Regions from separate parts of the Canis lupus genome. Here regions 2 and 3 are each linked to region 1. Evidence: chromatin contacts called from public Hi-C data. All regions are on one chromosome and are shown on one strand. The core of a region is the stretch at or near the end of the contact, and the rest is flanking DNA. Distances in the headings are between cores, read along the strand shown. Region 1 holds the start of TSNAX (translin-associated protein X). Region 2 holds the start of C4H1orf131. Region 3 overlaps SPRTN (DNA-dependent metalloprotease SPRTN).

Region 1 (2,798 bases), core at 137-2,636:
CCACCCAATTTGCCAAAGCCCTACCCTGAGTTTATACCTAGAAGATGCTGGATTGCTACTTCGTTACCCATCTTGGCGATGGGAACCTCATCCTTGAACAAACACTTATAGCGGCTTTACAAGAGCTGTGGATCCCGGAGGCGCGGGTGGGAGGTTATAAAAGGTTGGAAGGCCTACACCTGGGTGGCTCAGTGGTTGAGCGCCTGCCTTTGGCTCAGGTCACCTCTCTCTCTCTCTCACGAATAAATAAAATCATATATATATGTATATATATATATATAAATATATAATCTAATAAGATATGGCAGTACCTGCCCCAAATAAAAAGCTCACAACTTAGTTGTGCGCACCTGTTAGCCTGTTATTACCAACCTCTCTCTCTTTTTTGGAGCGTGAGGTTGGGAGAAGGGTATGAAAGCTAATATTCTCTTTTTTAAAAAAAAGATTTTATTTATTCACGAAAGACACAGGGAGAGAGGCAGAGACAGGCAGAGGGAGAAGCAGCTCCCTGCGGGAAGCTGGATGCGGGACTCCATCCCAGGACTCTGGGATCCCAACCTGAGCCGAAGACAGACGCTGAACCGCTGCCCCACCCAGGTGCCCCTGAAAGCTAACATTTAATCGAGCAGGTACTATGCGAAAGGACACTCTTCTATGAACTTTAGTATTAACTCATTTGGCCCTCGACTAAGCGTATGACGCAGGTAGTATTCCATCCCTGTTTCACAGGTAAAGAAACTGAGGACAGTGGCTAACTGCCCTCGAGGTCACCCAGCCCCGCGGGGCCAGGGGACGCCGAGCGCAGCGAGCGCGCGGAGGCCGCGGTGCAGAAGGCGATGACAGGCGAGGGCCCGGGGCGGAGCACAGAGGGCGGGCTTTACCTTCGTCCGAACGCCAAGGCCGCCTGCTCACTGATTCGTGTCTCCCCATCACTTTGCCTGCTGGCCCCACAGCCAGGAATGGAAAGTTTAAACTCCCAGCTCCGTAAGATTCGGCCTGGATCCTGAGAAGACCCTCCCGTAGGCGATGGACGGCTCGCTCCCTCCTCACAGCCAGGTCGGGAGAGCAGCAAGGGGCTGACTCCGGCGGGCGAACTACAACCCCCATCACTCCCCGCGCGGAAGGCTGGGTCCACGCGAAGGGAACGCGGGGGTGTTCCCAAAGTGCCTTGAGGAAAAACAAAAAAAAAAATCACGAACACCTCCCGCCGTTTTTCCATCTTCACACAGGCCTCGCTTCCATCATCCGTTTTGATGGAAGCGCAGTGAGGCCTGTAGAGTTCGCTTTGTCTTCAGGCACAGCAGAGGGCAGCCGGGACGACGGCGCGCGGGCGCGAGAGCCCCGGGGCGCGCGGGGCGGAGCCTGCGGCGGCGGGGCCGGGGCGCAGGCCGGAAGTGTGCGAGGACGGAGGGAGAGGCGTGAGTGGCTGCGGGCGTGCGCTTCCGGCCAGTGCGTCGACGTCGGCCGGCCGCGGAGGGCTCCTCGGCAGGCTCTTCGGCCAGCACCTTACGCACCCCGCTGGCTCGCAGGCCTTGGGTCTCCGCTCATCTCGCCGTAGGCCGTGACGACATGAGCAGCAAAGAAGGTGGCGTCCTCGGCGGCCCTGGGCGTTCTTTATTCAAAGGGGGAGGATCTCCCTCCTTTTTGTCGGATTTTCCACTTCGCTTCCCGCTTGAGGGATTGCCCTCTCCCCATGCAGGCTCGGGGGCGGGGTGGGGGGGAGGGGCGGCCCCGGAGATTTCCTGGCCACCTCGGGCCTATGCACACCTGGCCATTTCTTAAATCCTCGAGCTGTGTCTTTGATTTTAGTTTGGTCATTGCTCCACCTTGTGCCAGATCAGGAAAGCCACTGGTGGAGGCCCCGGGTGAGGTGAGCTTAGGATTGGGGGGTGGGGGCGGGGGTGGGGGTGGGGGGAATAAAAAGGCAGGGCTGCTGCTGCGTGAGTCGGCCGAGCAAGCGAGCAAGCGAGCAAGCGTCTCGGGCCAGGGCCCCTGGGCGCGGGTGTGAGAGCGAGGCAGGGGCCAGCTCTGGTGCAAAAGCCCTACCCAACTGTTTTCTCCTTCTCTACGTAAGGATCAGGAGGGTTCAGGAAAAGGAAGCACGACAATTTCCCACATAACCAGAGAAGAGAAGGGAAGGATGTTAATTCATCTTCACCTGTGATGTTGGCCTTCAAATGTAAGTTTTCTGTCATGGAGGTTGGCGAAGGGAAGAGAGCGAGAGAGGTGGTAGCAAGGAGCGTTTAGGCATGTTGTGCTGCACACACCGTTAGGACGTGAGCTGTGCCGGTGTGACCCTTGTACCTTCTTCCCCCAGAGGTTAGCTGTGGTGCTGGGTCTGCCATTAAAGTCGAGGGTACTCAGGTGTTGGCTTTTTTTTTTTTTTTCCTGTAAGGGTTCTACAGGTAAATATTAGCATCAGAAATGCCACATCACTAAAAATTACTGCGTCCCCGACATACAAATATGTATCAGCGATATAGATCTGTCAGCTGTATGTATACATATAGATTTAATTAGTTCACTTTGTGTTTTTTTTTTTAATTATTTATTTATTTATGATAGTCACAGAGAGAGAGAGAGGCAGAGACACAGGCAGAGGGAGAAGCAGGCTCCATGCACCGGGAGCCCGACGTGGGATTCGATCCCGGGTCTCCAGGATCCCGCCCTGGGCCAAAGGCAGGCGCCAAACCGCTGCGCCACCCAGGGATCCCTAATTAGTTCACTTTGAAGCGTATATTTTGGTTTTGGCTCCTAAGCTAGAATCTTGAAGACCAGGATTAAGTTTTTTGTTGTGA
Region 2 (2,798 bases), core at 130-2,629, 220 kb before region 1:
ATATACATATAAACCAACTCATTACCTGCATGTTCTCATTTCGATCTAGCTTCTCTTTTCTTTTTTTATTCCTGCTGTGAAATTCTATCACTTCTACTTGCTCCCTGCTGTTCTTCAGGGTTGAGGGTGATGCTGCAGCACAAGGGACTTCTGGTCCTGAAGGGGGTTCTGCGGGGGTCACAGCAGGAGTGCACTGCAGCTCTTCTTGGAGTTCCTTGAAGAAGCTGGAAGCACTCTTCCTTTGGCCTCTTACAAGAGAACCAGGTAGGGGAGCTGGCTCTCCTGTCACTGCCGCTGGGGTCCCAGCATCTCTCTTCTTGTTTTCTCCTTTCTTTTTGCTCCTTTTCTGTTCTGCTTCATATTGTGTTTCTCCTGTTTGTTCAAACGCAGAGTGGAAAAAATAAATCGCTTTGGTTTTATCAAATCGTTAAATCACATGAATGCGCTTAGGTGCGAGCCAGGGCTATCCGCACCCAGAAATACAAAGAAAAAAAAGTTTTATTTTTCTTCAAATGGGGCTGTAGTTGCACAATTATTTTTTACTGTTTAAGCAAGCTCAGAATTTCGACCAATGGCTCCACGCTAAAACAGATCTTGCAGTATCAGGTTACAAATTTAAGAAATGTTTGCTCCTTAAAGTCCCTAATGCCTTGGCTCTCTGCGTTGTGTGTACAAGGGATGTCCTCTGACGTGGAGCAGGTTCTCAGAACGCGTGGAACCGCCTTCTGGCTGAAGTGCCAGGCGGCTGCCAATCTGTAATAACTTTCTATTTCCTTTTCCCCAGGCCAGATTGAAGGAGAGCACAGACTGGCCAGCTTGGTATTAGAAAAGGCTGTGAAAAGCTTTACGTGAAATCATCTAAGAAGTCTGCGGAGAGGCACCCTGAAGGATGGAGCTGGGCCGAGACAAGGTGGTGCCGACGCCCCGGGGGCACGCGGGGCGGGAGGGTGGCGCCGGGAGGGCGGGCTGCCCAGCGGGCCGCGAGACTGACAGGGTGGGCTGTTCCGGGAGCCCAGGCCCCGCGCGCATCGCCGTGCTTAGACGGGCCCCTTGGCGCCCACACACAGGGACGACTCGGGTGTCTGATCCCTGGGTAACAGAGCCCGATCACCGCAGCGGTGTGTGCCGGACCCATCCGGGGACCCAGGTCGGAGGCGCTGGGGCTGCTCAGCCTGCGGGAACCTTTAGCCTGAACGCCCAGGGCGGCCCAGTCCGCTCTCCACGTGGGCGCCGAGGCCCCGCACTCACCAAAGTCGTAGAGGTTCCGGAGCAGGGCGTCCAGGAGGGCCCGAGAACCGGCGGGCGCGCGGGCCCCCGGCCCCGGCTCCTGAGCCATGCGGGCCGCCCCGCCGCGCTCAGGCCCCGAGCCCGCCGACACCCGCGCCTCGCGCGGCCCGCACTTCCGACTTCCGACGCGGTGCGCGAGCGCGCGCGTCGCAGGTCCCGGCGCGGCTTCCGTCCTAGTTAAGATGGCGGCGCCCGGGGTCCTGCGGAGCGGCAGCGGAGGGTGCCGCCGCCCCAGGCGAGGTCGGGCCGCCCTGCGCGGAAGAACCGCCCCCAGCAGCGGCAGCACCACCACCGCCTAGCAAAGAATGTCAGGCCCCGCCCGGGACGGCAGCCGCACCATGGATTCTTCCAGCTCCTCTAACTCCCGTTTCTCCGTCGGCTCCGCCAGTCCCGGCGCTGTCGTGCTCCTCTACTCGGTAGGCGCCCAGGGGAAAGAGGCCCGGGGCGGGGCCGCCGGAGAGGACTCCACCCGCCCGGCCCCGGCCTCCTGCGGGCCACGACCCCTCCGGCCCCCCGGCTCCCGAGAGTGGGTTCCGGGGCCGCGCGGGAGGGGTTGGGTGCTTGACTTGGTTTCCAAGGCAACGGGGTATCGGTGCGTGTGTAAGTGTGTGTGCGCTTTTAGAAGTTTCTATGGGTGGTGGCTCCGGTGGTTCCTTTCCACTCATTCCTTCTCGTACCCTCCGCCAGGCACGGGGCCTTCAGAGAGCCCCCGATACCGGAACGCGACGCGAGAATGGACCGTTCCGCCCCTGGCGAGGGCCAGCCTTCGGGTAAACCCGAGAGACCTGCGGGTCCGACCCGGCGGCAGAGGCATCAGCCTGCGGCTCCCCGCCCCGCCCCGCCCTGCTGCTGCCGCGGTCCTGGGAGAAAAGTGTTGGGCTTGCATGTGGGCATAGGATTCGAAAGACGGAAAGTCTTTAATCTAGGAAGATTTGGAACTTCCGGAAATTTTTATTGCGTTTTTGTCTTCCATCCGTACTTTTTGCAGTAGTCATTTCGGAAGACAGGCATCTTCCGAGAGGCCACCCAGCCTCTCCACAGCTTGCCTCCCGGCCCCCCGCACCCCTACGCCCCTCCCGATTTTCACCGATCTTTTTTGCCACCGGAATGTTGGTCACTCACAATTTATGTGAAGAAATTATGAGGTAAACGGTTTGTAGTTCTCAAAATTGCACAATTGTGGGGCAACTGATCTTTTTTTTTTTTTTAACCACTAAATTATGTCTACAGGGATATTAAAAGAATACATTTTAAAAGCACGTTACTGTGTCCAGGTTAGTGGCAGTCTCTGACTTAAATACAGTATTAATTTGTGTAGGAAGATCACAGCAGCAAAAAGACAAGAGAAGGTAAACAAAAATCTCAGTTTCAAAAGAAGCGATATAGAGGGCTACCTTCACATTGGGACACCAGTATTCTTTGGAACTTGGGGAAACTTCTCTTTCCTTGATGTGGAGAGCTCTGGGTTTGTAATTGCTGTCAACTGTCCACTTGTGTGAGGATTATTACTT
Region 3 (2,798 bases), core at 186-2,685, 150 kb before region 1:
GACATCACTAAAAACTCCATCTCTTCTGGATCTCACAAAAGGGTCACCTCTTCTAAGATATCCCTGAGAAATTCTTTAAAAGCACCGGAATCAACATCTGTGACTGCACCCCAGGATGTGAGTGGGCCTGAGGAGAAACTCCCAAGTAAACGACCCAGGCTAGAAGACAAGACTGTTTTTGACAATTTTTTTATCAAGAAAGAGCAAGTACAAAGTGGTGGAAATGATCCAAAGTGGAGTTCACATCCTACAGCTGCAACTCAGGATTCCAGCAGTGCATCCAGCCAGAACAGGATGGTCGATTGTCCTGTTTGTCAGAATGAAGTGTTGGAGTCTCAGATTAATGAGCACTTGGACTGGTGCCTTGAAGGTGGTAGCATCAAAGTCAAAAGTTGAAGAAGTCTTTGAAAGACAAATGGGTGTCACATGCCACCTATATTACCCTGCTAACATAGTGTCAGCCACTCAGGAAGTTCTGGTGAACATGAAGATTTGTAGGTTTTAATGTAGTTCTATTTTATAGATATATACATGAGGTTGCAATGGAAAATATTCTATGTCGAAAGGTGCTATATTCACTTTTGCCTTGTGTATCCTGTAGCTCAGAGTTTGTTCTGCATGTGTACATGTATAGTTTTTAGATACTTATGTTCTTCCTTGCTCTTAAATTGCATTTAAATCTGTTAATCTTTTTATTTATATACCTTTCCTCAAAATACATTGGAATCCTGACAGGTATTTGGTTAAACTGAGTATTTCTTTGTTCATATTAAAACTCAGTCATAGAACTGAAGCTAAACATTGGCCAAAATTACAATTTCGAGGACAAAGTATATCAGTTGTTGTAGGGTACTCAAAGTTTTTTGTTTTTTGGTTTCTTTTTTTAATCTCAGCAGGAAATATATTTTATACATCTCCAAGAATTTTATTTCTGTCATCACTAAAAGGTGGCAGCTGGTTTTAGGTTAAAGCATAGAAGGAATATAGTCAAATAAACGTTTTAGACGACTACTCCTGCAATCCTGTAGGCCAGAGTTGAGTGGTTTTCTCAAGATGTAGCCAGATGAGTGGTTCACCTGCTAAGGAGCTGGTGTAAGTCACATCACAACAGCCTCTTTTATGTTAACAGTGGAACACTGTCTGGAAACAGTATTATGAACCTTAAGCCAAAGTTGTAACCGTTAAAATAAAAAGGAATACCATTTGTGCATTTTAAAAAGTAATTTCTTTTTAAAAACATTCTTACTGTGTTGTGGCAGAGACCAAGATCCTTTCGTCCGTTCACTTTCTCATGGCTGTACCACTAGCATGTTGGCCTGGTCCCAAGAGTTGAATTCACAGGTTTTCTTTCTCCTGAGCTATGTTGCGACATGACCTCCACCTACCCGAGGTGCCAGCTCCTCTGTGTGAACTTGGCCTTGGTGCTCCTGGGTGACGGCAGCCTCGGGTCAGGGAGGGAACAGTGCACCTCCTGCATTCGTGTCCGCACGCTTCCTAGTCTGCAGCCACAACCCCTGAGGGTAATCACTGTTTCTGTTACGTCTCTGCCACCCTGGGGTGCTTGAGTGTGGTTTTAACTTCATGAAGTACTACCCTGTTGCCACACTGTAGAAGTTCATTCTAGGTCGTTGCTTTGAGTGTACAAATACGCCAGGGTTTATTCAGCCATTCTAATATTAACGGGCATCTGAATTATTTCCAACCGGGGGCTGGCTGTGACGGAGACTGCTGCTGAAAACATGCTTCCTCGTTTCTGTTGGGCGTCCACCCAGGATTGGAGTGCTGGCTCACCAGGGTACGTGCATGTGTAGCTTTAGTAAATACTGCCAGCTTGCCCTCCTGCCAGCAATGTAGGAGAGTTTCAGCTGTTCAGCTGTCTTCACAGTATTATCAGTCCTCTTCAAATTTAGCTCATCTGGTTGAGTGTTTACAAGTTTTGATAACTTCTTAAATATGAAGTTGAAAAACAGTATTTAGTATTTATAGATAAATGACCTAAAATATATGCAATTACATCTTTCATAGAGGATCACTGTCTCTTAATTTAGCAAATTACGTGCAAGTGAGCAGCTTTTGAGCCCAAACTATACAAGGTTTGGGGCAAAGAGGTAAACAAGACAATCCGTGTCCTCAGGATTTATAAACAGCCTCGATGGGGAGTGAACACAGAAAGAGCTCCTGACTAGTTTCTGCTGGGGGCTGTGGGAACTTGAGGGGAGGTTCCCTGGAGGAGACACTGTCCGAGTGGGTCTTCCAGAGTGAGTCAGGATAGCCTGGTAAGGAAGGATGGAAAGGGGCTTGCAGAGCGAAGGAGTCAAAGAAAGGTGTTGGTTGGAGCTAGACCAGCACAGTCTACAGGGGGAACTAAGCTGCTCCAAATGAACAAAACATCTTCCGTCTGAACATCTTACAAAGTAAGATGTGAGGAGTAAAATGGCAGAAGGAGGTGGAAGTTTGAAGGTGGTGTCATGTTGCACACTTTGGTTTGTGTGGTCCTGGAGAACACCCCCATGTGTTGATTCAGGTCGGGGTGGTGCACTGGGGGCAGGAGGAGGGCTTGGAAAGTTGACTAAGCCAGTGGAGAACATTTGAGAAGTGTTTTGATGGATTCTCTGAAGGGTAACATAAATGGGCAGAAGGGCTGTGTCAGGGCTGGAGAGGGTGGGTTGAGAAAGAGTTGGTCAGGTGTTTAGAAAAAAAATTTTTTTTAGATTTCTTATTTACTCATTTGGGAGAGCGACAGTGAGCAGGGGGAGGAACAGAGGGAGAAGTAAACTCCCTGCTGAACAGGGAGCCCC

The links. A called contact is a pair of places that touch in the nucleus more often than the background predicts.
Region 2: a Hi-C map of blood shows a contact between it and region 1, with 2.4 times the contacts expected there. The contact joins the promoter of C4H1orf131 here to the promoter of TSNAX in region 1. A contact is called at or near these places in 2 of 9 Hi-C or Micro-C datasets (amygdala and blood).
Region 3: a contact with region 1 is called in a Hi-C map of liver, with 4 times the contacts expected there. The contact joins the enhancer-like site here to the promoter of TSNAX in region 1. A contact is called at or near these places in 4 of 9 Hi-C or Micro-C datasets (amygdala, blood and liver).

What each region holds. Positions count from the first base shown.
Region 1 is chr4:8,343,771-8,346,568 of UU_Cfam_GSD_1.0, reverse strand. It overlaps TSNAX (translin-associated protein X), which reads left to right and starts at 1,386. Exons shown (of 6, transcript XM_038533908.1): 1 at 1,386-1,585; 2 at 2,075-2,179. The coding sequence starts at 1,570.
Region 2 is chr4:8,567,883-8,570,680 of UU_Cfam_GSD_1.0, reverse strand. C4H1orf131 reads right to left here and starts at 1,379. Exons shown (of 7, transcript XM_038533920.1): 1 at 1,249-1,379; 2 at 26-372. The coding sequence starts at 1,336. It overlaps GNPAT (dihydroxyacetone phosphate acyltransferase), which reads left to right and starts at 748. Exons shown (of 16, transcript XM_038533917.1): 1 at 748-910. The coding sequence starts at 890.
Region 3 is chr4:8,497,793-8,500,590 of UU_Cfam_GSD_1.0, reverse strand. All of the region lies in intron 4 of SPRTN (DNA-dependent metalloprotease SPRTN), which reads left to right. Among named protein-coding and RNA genes, the nearest start is that of SPRTN, 13 kb to the left of the region's middle. Within about 2 kb of position 1,435, at least 6 of the 20 cell types and tissues checked have an H3K27ac peak or open chromatin away from gene starts, as enhancers often do. A contact at or near this core is called in liver, where this site is marked.